Linked DNA regions of Gossypium hirsutum: region 2 is linked to region 1. The links are chromatin contacts, called in public Hi-C maps. All regions are on one chromosome and are shown on one strand. The core of a region is the stretch at or near the end of the contact, and the rest is flanking DNA. Distances in the headings are between cores, read along the strand shown. Region 1 holds the start of LOC107951053 (F-box protein At3g07870). Region 2 holds the start of LOC107925779 (probable mannitol dehydrogenase).

Region 1 (5,351 bases), core at 939-3,438:
ATATTCAATATGAACTAGTTTTAGTATACGAAAGAATCACACTCGTTTGTCTCGCATTAATAAATCTTTAATTGGTGTAGATTACACTTGTTCTAGAGAAGGATCGATAAAAAGATTGTAAAAAAAGTGATGCAAAATGTATGAAATGTTAAGAAACAAGAATTGGTTGCAAAGAGATGATGGTTTGAAGAAAGTTGAAGGCAAGCAGATTGTAAGTAAGTTTGTAGATAAATACAATGGCAAACTTCTTACACCTATAAGTGCAAGTTTTCTTCGTGGGCAGAAAAAATAACAACAACCAAAAAGAATTTGATCAATACATTGAATGAAGTTGGTGTATCAACTCAAAAAATTGTATTAGTTTTAAGTCAAGAATGTAGCAGCCATTACAATATTGGTTGTACGTCGACTAATATCACAAATTATTTAGGAAATAAAAGAAAGAAGCTTCTTAAAAAAAGGGATGCACAAAGGTTGTATAAGTATTTCAAAGAATGTCAGACAAAAGATCCTGGTTTCATTTATGCAATTCAAGTTGATGAAAAGTGGTCACATGGGAAATTGTTTTTGAGTGTATGCGAGATCGAGAATGGCATACCAATATTTTGGAAATGTTGTCAGTTTTGATGCTACATATCTTACAAATCGGTATAGTATGCCTTTTGTACCATTCACTGTATTAACCATCATAATCAATCAATAATGTCTGGATGTGCTTTTGTAACAAACCGCCTGGCAGATATTATATCAAGTTATTGTTTGATGTGTAGTTGTTTACACTAAGAGTAGAAAACAAGTAAGTTAGTGGAGTATTTGTTTTTGGCGGTGTGTGCGGCTTATTCTAATTTTATTACAATTTTTTTTTGAAAGATTTACAGTTTCCTATCATTTCAACTAAATCAGTTTTCTAAAAGGGTTTATGTTACAATTTCTCCTTCTATAAATGCTTTATTACTTCCTTTGTCGCATATCAAATTTTTATAGTGTAAACACATTTAGATATACAATATATATGATATATTATGATATGATATGATATGTACATATGATATATGTATATATTGGTGAATGTACTTGAGAGGTCCCTCTATTATAAGGGCATTATCAAATTAGTTCATCTATTATTAAATGAATCAATTTAATCATTGTACTGTTAAAAAGAACCAAATAAGGCTTAATTGGAATGAAATTAACATTTATTGTTTAAAAAATATCATTTAATGTTTAATATAGTTAAGATTTTTAAAGCTTTTATGATTTTATAAATGAAATCTTTTGTTTGGAATTAAAAACAAATAATTTTCAAGATATGTTTTAGACAGCAAACGTTAACAATATTACAATTTGGATTTATTTGATTTTTTTAATAATATAAAAATTAAATTAATTTATTTAATAATAGAATGACTAATTTGATCTAATTCTTATAATACAAGGACCACTTAAATTCTTTAATCCTATATATATACTATTATTCATTTTAATATATTTTATATTTTAATATGCATAATTTATTACATTCATCATAATAACACTAATTCTTATACATTTTTATGTTAATATACCTTAAAAGCTTATGCCAATAACAATTATAGTGCATTTAGTATTATTAGTTTAATATATTTATATATTTAAATTTCGTTTTACTTATAAATTAATCTAATTTTTTTAATACCGTATTAATTTTATGTGTTATTATAATTAGTTAATTTTAAATTATATATTTTATTATTTAATATATATTGTTTTAAAACATACATCTATAATATTCTCGAGCACACCCACGTGATAAAATTTTTAATACTTATATATATCATATTTATACTCGTAAGAAAGAAAATTATTAAACGTAACTAGTCTCGGAAAAAAACAAATTTCAGTGATTGCATTGCCGTCACCTTTTTCATTTCCATACATAGTGTAACAGTCCTTATACAAATAATAATTCCGGAGTATCTACCGGTAGAAGAATCTGGTAGAAGATTGAAAACTTTTCTACATACATGTACCCGAAAATCCTTATCTATTATTATACTTACATTGAAGTAATAGGTTTATTATTATTTATTTTAAGATTTAAAGTAATCAATTTATAATTCAACAACAAATGATTTGCATTATTTGAATTCTTATTGATAAAAAAAAAAAGAGATAAATATAGCCGATAAAATTTATATTATATCTCAAATCATAAATCCTTTCATTTTCAATAGGCAATTATGGATAGCATTGTCCTTTAATTTCCATGGATATATTGGGATAATGATGTGCTGACAAACCTACAACCCCAAAACCATGTCCGATATCCATCGTCCCTCATTTCCCCTTATATTTTCCATTTGATTTCATCTTCTTTTCCTTCAACCAATTCCCTTTCTTTCCTTATCTTCTTTTCCTTTAGTATGTAAAAGCTTGAACCAAAGTGAATCAAATAAGTTCCTTTTCTTGGCTTCTACAGCTTTTTCTCACTATATCCTTGAAACCCAGTATTCTTTGTGCTGTTGGAGAGCAAATTTTAAGGTATAATTTCATTAACTTTTAATTTTTCTACAAATTTATTGATTATCCAAGTTTTCTTCATCAATATTTCTATACTTGAAAGCCTATTGCTTGAATAAATTTTTGTATGAAAAATAAAGCTTTCTATTTATTGCAAAAATAAGGGAAAAAAAACAGAAGAATAGCATTATTGGGGAAAAAATTAGCAATAAAGTGGGCATAAAGTTGGAAAGGGATGATATTGAAAATTTGAGATGCTGTCGAGGGTGTTTTGGTGAATTTACATGAAGGCGGTTTGGTGAATAGGACGTATTAGGACAAAAGTAGGATTTATATGTTTATTTATTTTATTAAAATCTGTTGGTAAATAATAGGAAAATATGATGATGGTAGTAACACGTGTCATGATGCGGAAGCTTATGGAGCAATAATACGACAAAGAGATATTAAAATAATTAAGTGGGAAATTATTTCATGTAGCTTAACTTTATTGGCTCTTTTTTCTTAGCGCGCTTTGCTTTATGAGTTGCTTATTTGATAAGATCAGAATTTTGGAATTTTTCAACCAATTCCTTGAATTTTATTAGAAAACGTAGTTTGAAATTGATGGATGCTATTTTATTCCGACATTCTTTTTATTTTGTTATTATTTTTTGAAGTATGTTTGTTTACTTGTCATATTCTTGGATATGAATATTAGGAAAATTTTATAACTGAGTATGGGAGTTCAAGATAAAATTAGATTTTTGTACACTAGCATTGTAACTGAATAAATATATTTATTAAAAGTTTTTATGAAAATAACAAAGTGCACTAATGCAAGTAATTCTTAGCATATCAATTATGCTAGTTTGATAAATATTATTTATAATATTAAGCATGTTTTGATATATGAATGAACAATAAATTAATTCAATCGGTAATATTTAGTTATTTTTATGATTTAGTTTTAGCAAAGATAGAAAACTTTTTTACTTATTTTGAAGAGGTTTTTTTTTTTAACAAAAGCGTCTGCTTATCTCTCTAATTTTAAGTTTAAAATTGTATTAATTATTTTTTTATGTCTAATTATTGTAATACAAATGTAATAAATGAGAAAAGAATTTTTCTCATGTTATTACACATACTTCTTTAGGGGGAACGCGTAAGAGTCCGCAAAATATTAGTTAAATCGATTATACCGAATAAATCAAAAAAATTTAGTTAAGTCGATTTTCAGTCTAGTCAGTTACATATTTCAATTTAAATGGATAATTTGGTTGTTTTTGGTTTTGACAATCTAAATTGAATAAATCAATTTTTTTAAATATTAAAAAATATTTTTATAATTATACCCGCCCATTGTAAAATAAAATCCAGCCCAAGTACCCAACCTAAAAAACCCAAACATAAAAACATAAAAAATAAAATTCAAGCTCAAATTAATAATTTATAATTTCAATTTTATAATTTATAAACTTTAATTTATATAATGCATAATAATTTAAATTTTTAAAAAATTTAAAAGGTAAAAAACCTCAAAATCGATAAACTGAACCGATGAAATTCGATTTGGTTATTTCGGTTACCCCTTAAATTTCCGTCTAATTATTTTGATTATCCTTTAAAATTCGGTTATTACAATTAAGAAGCTGAGAACACGTGGTAGTATTTCAACTTTGCTTGTAAAAAGAAAATTCACCTCTAGTGTATCAAATTTTAAACTTTTCTACATAGGTAGACAAGTATACTTCTATTAACTTAATTATATTTAACCATTTACTATCCATTTTTTTTAAAATAAAATAAATATTTAAAATATAGTAAATTATTATTAGTTAAGGTTAATGGTCTAATCTAATGAACCTATTTTTAAATATGGTTATGAAAAAAAATGAGTTAAAAAAAATCAAAATTAGTGATCTTTTCCAAAATTAATAAAACCAAAATCTCTTGTACTAATTGATCAAAATCTTAAAAATAAAAAAATGGATCGTCATATACTGATATTAACTGGTATTGTTGGGAACATAGATTGAAATGAGATGATAATGACATCCTTTTTGGTACTAACAGGGACGTGGATTCTATTACCTAGTTAGGTTGATATTGACAAAGGGGGTTAACTATGATAGATTGTTATGGTTAATTTGGGATAGTTAGCAGTAGAGCATAGGTTAGAGGAGTGTATTATGTTTTGGAGGATCAACTCAAAATTTTGATGAAAACAATTTGGGAACTGAGTCGGATTATCAGTATTTGGAATCAGGGAATCAGGATTCTTTACTTACATTACTGTACTTTGTTTTCCATTCTCATTGTCCGACTCTATTTTACACAAAATATACATAATTTTACATTAGTCGTTCAATCATGAATGTTGTGTCTGTTATTTTTAGGGGCTCATGGAAAATTTTTTATGGGATGGTCAGTATATTGATCATATAGAAGTTCTATGATAATTGTTGTCAATATGTCATTGAGATGAATGCAGTTAAAAATACTTGACTTTATATATATATATGCTTTATGATGATGCGTTTCTGAATGTTAAGTTGTAATTTGATGAAAACTCAGTTTTTCAAACCATTTTTTTTAGTTCTTCAGGCTAATCTCTGGAACCCCGATTTTGCTAGCAGAAACAACCGACTCAGCGATTTATAATCCTATCCATCGCTGAGAACCGCTTTTCATAGTTATTCTTGCCGATTTCCAGAGCCTTTAGAAACACTGGAATTGCCGCTTTATAATAAAATTCGGCAGGCTAAGCCTTGAGTGAACATTAGCATGACTGATAGTCAAAAAACAAAAATGGAGAAGCCCGTAATAGTCCGATTTACATATTTATCTATAATAACCATGGCTATTTGGCA
Region 2 (5,371 bases), core at 395-2,894, 970 kb before region 1:
GTACAAGGATTTTGACTATGTTAACAAAAACAAAGAAACCCCAAAAGATCCAAATACCCATTAGCAAAACCATAAAAAATAAAACATTGAGATAAAAAAATTTGCTTGGATCTGAGAAGATAGAAAAAAAAAAGATTACTACCTAATAATTAGGCAAACTTTACAAGAGAAGAGAGAAGGGATAAAAGGTCTTTTCTTTCATCGATGGTGATGTGAAGATGAAGAGAGTGTCGGATACGAGTTTGGCTGATAGCCACATAAATATGGAAAAAATATTTTATGACTATAAATGATAAAGATGAAAAAAGTCCATAAAATAATTTAATTTCTCGGTAAACAGGAGCTACGTCCAAAATTATCAAAAGGAAATGTGACGACTTGGAGTATGATCTAGCAAATGAGTTATGACGATGAATTAGGTGAGTGTGAAACCATCCGGTCAGTAGTAGACGTTTTCAGACTAAATACCGAGTATACTTGTTTATGAGTCGGATTATTTAGTAATTCTCGAAGTCCTCCCAAAATGTAGGAGGATTTAAATAAAAATATAAGTTCGAAAAATGGGTTTAGACAAAAAAATAAAGCTCGTTTAAAAAATAAATCAGGCATCGGATAATGCATTTTTTGGCCAGGCCTAACTTCATTAAAGGACAAAAAAAATTGTTTTTTTTTATTTTTTAATATTATTTTCTTATTTTTTTTTCCTATTTTGCTACCATTTTATTATTATGTTGCTACTATTTTATTGTTATTGTTTGAATATTATTTAAAACTTATTTAATTGTTAATTTTGTTATTATTTTAAAAATATTTATTAATTTTGTTATTATTTTAGAGGCATTTACTTGTTAAGTTGCATCTATCTTAGTGTTATTTAAGTATATATATTTTTTAAAATTTATTTTTAATTTGTTGGGAAATATTTATTTTGATGTTTTTAATATTTTTGATGTATTATATATATTTTAAAATTATATAAAAATAATATAAAAATTAATATGGGCATGCCGGATCAGGCTCAAGTTTTAATATTTTTTATCTCGGTCGGGCTTGAGTAAATTTTAAGCCTATTTTTTGGGCCAAGCCGAGCCTAGACCTAATAAACGGGCTTAATTTTTTAGTTGAATCTGACCCGAGCCCGGCCCAAATTACATGCCTTCATTTGTGGGATGTAATATTTTCTTTCCTTTTCTAGGATTCACATATAATCTTTTGGAAAATATGTTATACACTACTAATTTCTTTATATATATCCTTAAATTATGTAATATGCATATCTTGTGAGATTAATTAGTTTCCATAAAATTATTTTTAAAATCAACATATTCTTAATCAGTAATCACCGAAGATTTTGTTTCCATTTATTTTTAACGTTGTTTTTATTCACCTCATGTTGTTTCTTTAGTAACAATAGAGTCAACCTAGCGTGAAAATTCAGATTTTTTTTCTCAAAACAAATTTTTATTTGATATGCCATTAATATATAAATGTAATAATGAATTACAGGCTAGTATCTAATTAAAAATTCTTTAAAAAATATAAAGAAATAATAAATACATTTAAAGTAATTCTTAAGGGAAAGAGTTTGGATATGTGAAGCATACAAAAATCTAAAATGTAAAAAAAGGTAGCTGGGCTGAGTTGAGAAAATTGAAAATGTGAACCATGTGATTGATAAACAGTCTCTGGTTTCAAATTGGCTTTGGGTAGTTGGTTAAGGCCCTAGATCCTTCTTTGGCTCACCCTTGGCTCACCCAGTACGTCAGCGTAGGCACTAAATCTTGCGCTATAAATAACCAGCTTCCATCCCTCAAAGCTGCTTATAAGGTTTTGAGCACGCATTTGCTTTGCTTTGAAGCTAGAAAAAGAGTTGAAATAATTATGAATCCAACAATGACAAGATTGCCAGAAGAAGAGCACCCTAACAAGGCTTTTGGATGGGCTGCCAGAGACAGTTATGGTGTTCTCTCTCCCTTCAAATTTTCCAGAAGGTTTTCTTTTTTCTCCTTAAACTTTTTATCATTGCTCTGTCTTTGAATCAGTTCCCTTGTCAAAGGGTGTTTGATTGATGTGGGGTTTGACACTTGCAGGGCAACAGGTGAGAAGGATGTAGCCTTCAAGGTGCTTTATTGTGGGATTTGCCATTCTGATCTTCATATGGCCAAGAATGAATGGGGTACTTCCATCTACCCTCTTGTTCCTGGGTATGTTTTCCATTCTTATATTTTATATATATCAACTAACAATTTCCATGGATATATGCTAATACTACTTTGATGACAAAAAATTGACACATGCAACAATGAACCACAGTTTATTGGTCAACCTAAATAATATATATTGGATGCAGTCACGAGATTGCCGGTGAAGTGACGGAGGTGGGAAGTAAGGTCCAAAAGTTCAAAGTTGGAGACCGTGTTGGGGTTGGGTGTCTGGTCGGGTCATGCCGTTCCTGCGATAGCTGCAAAGACAATCTTGAGAACTATTGCCCCAAAATGGTACTTACTTACGGAGCCAAGTACTATGATGGAACTATTACATACGGAGGCTACTCCGACACTATGGTTGCTGACGAGCACTTTAGTGTCCGCATACCTGATAACATGCCTCTTGATGCTGCCGCTCCACTGCTCTGTGCTGGGATTACAGTGTATAGTCCATTGAGATATTATGAACTCGATAGGCCTGGTTTGCACATCGGTGTGGTTGGACTGGGTGGACTCGGTCATGTTGCAGTAAAATTTGCCAAGGCAATGGGGGTTAAAGTCACAGTGATCAGCACATCTCCGAATAAGAAGAAAGAAGCTTTGGAAAATCTTGGTGCAGATTCGTTTTTAGTCAGTCGAGACCAAGATCAACTTCAGGTTTATATGTTTTTCTTTCTTTCAATGATTTATTAATGAGGGGTTTTTTGTGAGTGTATATAAGTTTCTAAGTTCCTTATTTGGTGTATAGGGTGCCATTGGCACATTGGACGGAATCATAGACACAGTGTCAGCTCAACACCCTGTGCTGCCATTGCTTGCGCTGTTGAAGTCTCACGGGAAGCTTGTTCTTCTTGGTGCTCCAGAGAAACCACTTGAGTTGCCTGTGTTTCCTTTAATCCAAGGTAATGATCTGTTGCTAATATCTTTTCGTAAGAGTAATATGGGATCTCAAATTCCCCAAAGATATCTTAAATTAGAGTCATAATTGAGTGCAGGGAGGAAAGTAATAGGAGGAAGCTTGATCGGAGGGATGAAGGAAACTCAAGAGATGATTGATTTCGCAGCTAAACATGACGTAAAACCTGACATTGAAGTTATAGCTATGGATTATGTGAACACAGCTATGGAACGCCTTCTTAAAGCGGATGTCAAATATAGATTTGTGATCGACATTGGAAATACATTGAAAATTCATTCTTGAAGTGCTTTTATTCTTATTATTGGATAACGAATTGGAAGTACAGGACCAAATGTTTTTGTTGTACTAGTAGATATTGCAATATCAGCTAATATGTAATATGTTATAATTCAATAAATAAATCATTCATGATCTTTGTTTGAACATACATAGTAGTCTTTTTCCTTTTTTTTTAACTAGCGTATCTTATTAAATTTGGACGCTATAGTGAATTGTCAAATCAAATACAGTCTATTCTATTTACACTTTTTGCTTTGAGTCTGGATTAAGAATTTAATAGATAAATTTCATCTAAAAAATAGTTTATTTGTTTGAATAAAAAAAAATAGAGTTTCAAATTTTATAAACACTAAAAGAATTTTAAGAAATTCAATTTTACATTTCAATTTCATTTAAAGATGTGATGATAGTTCAACTAAATTAGTCTTATATATTGGATAAGTTTGTTAATTGGTTATATAGGTTGATTTTTTTGAAGATTTAGGGAAATAGATCGTGTTTTAGAGAGTGTGTGAAAGCGCGTCCAGTTGGATAAGCTTTCCTTCAACGGTAATTTTTCCAATAGTAAAAATACAAATGCGCCAACGGTAAAATTTTGAAACATCCCAACGGTAACGTTAATTTCCTATAAATACTCATGCCATTTTCCATTTTTTTCACTCAAATCCAACTCTTTCCATTTTCTCTAAACACTCAATTCTCTCAATTTTCTATAGATTTGTTGGAATTTTTTCAATAATTTGTAAAAACATATTATAGTTTTATTTTAATATTTCGTAAATTATTCCCTATTAGTAAAACTGTTCACCTAAGAAGAAAAATTGTTGTCTTTAAACAAATGGAAGGAGAAAGTTTTCATGGGGCTTAGGAACGTTTTAAAACATTGATTCAGAAATGTTCGCACCATGTATCACATGTTATAACATGAAATGAATGTTTTGACTTGCATAGATTATTGATGGATGTTAAATGAAATGGTGTGATTATATGTTTCGTATGTATATAAATTTACTAACTTGTGAGAATTGTGGTTTGTTTGGGAATTGAATGGTTACATGAGCTTATTATAAATTGTGCATGAATTATATAAATTGATTCTTGTTTGGTAAGATATGTTTAAATTTGTACGAGCTCACTAAGCATTAGTTGCTTACGTTAGTTGTTTTATTTCCTTGCAGATCATCGGAAAGCTCGATCGGTTGGAATCAAGTTGGAGCGAATACATACTATCCATCCTTGATCACTATAAAATATTTGGTCTTTTTGATGTTGGGTTATAAATGACATGTATTAGAAGTCTTTTGGCTATTTTGATCATGTTGATAATGTTTGAAATTTGGTTTGGGAAATCTTTGTGGTTATGTAAATATGATATATATCTTTGACTTAAGGTTTTCATTATAAATTCTTTTGGTCATTAGGTTTATGCCTTATGAAATTAACTTGAAATATGGTAAAATAGTTGTGATGAACTGAATGATTTGGAATGTTAAGTATATCTTTAAAGTATAAACTTTTGATTGTTGAGTGTGTGATTTGTTGGATGTTTAACTAAGAGGAGAAATTGTTGTCTTTAGACAGATGGAAGGAGAAAGTTTTCATGAGGCTTGGGAATTTTTGAAAACATTGATTTAGAAATATCCGCACCATGGATTCCTTGAGTGGATGCGATTGCATATATTCTATAACAGATTGGATGTGAATGTAAAATTAGGATTAGATGAAGTAGCAATAGGAGGCCTTATGAACAGAACGTACGAGGATGCGTACGAAATCATTGAGAACATGGCGTTGAACTCCTGTCAGTGGCCCATTGAACGATTTACATATGGCCAAAAACCGCTATGGTAAAAGTTGTCCAAGAAGGTGATAAGTATCAACAGTTAGTGGATAGACTTAACCGTATTGAATCTGGTAATAATACACTTTCTATGTATAGAGGAGACAAACCACTCTTCCACTACAT

Evidence for each region. A called contact is a pair of places that touch in the nucleus more often than the background predicts.
Region 2: a contact with region 1 is called in a Hi-C map of leaf, with 2.6 times the contacts expected there. The contact joins the promoter of LOC107925779 here to the promoter of LOC107951053 in region 1. A contact is called at or near these places in 2 of 34 Hi-C or Micro-C datasets (both in leaf).

The regions. Positions count from the first base shown.
Region 1 is chrA12:47,034,465-47,039,815 of Gossypium_hirsutum_v2.1, reverse strand. LOC107951053 (F-box protein At3g07870) reads left to right here and starts at 2,188. Exons shown (of 3, transcript XR_005906668.1): 1 at 2,188-2,520; 2 at 5,078-5,351.
Region 2 is chrA12:48,004,474-48,009,844 of Gossypium_hirsutum_v2.1, reverse strand. It overlaps LOC107925779 (probable mannitol dehydrogenase), which reads left to right and starts at 1,644. Exons shown (of 5, transcript XM_016856504.2): 1 at 1,644-1,991; 2 at 2,091-2,204; 3 at 2,351-2,864; 4 at 2,956-3,109; 5 at 3,203-3,551. The coding sequence starts at 1,882. The coding sequence ends at 3,408. It overlaps LOC121212032 (small nucleolar RNA R71), which reads right to left and starts at 5,060; the gene lies at 4,954-5,060.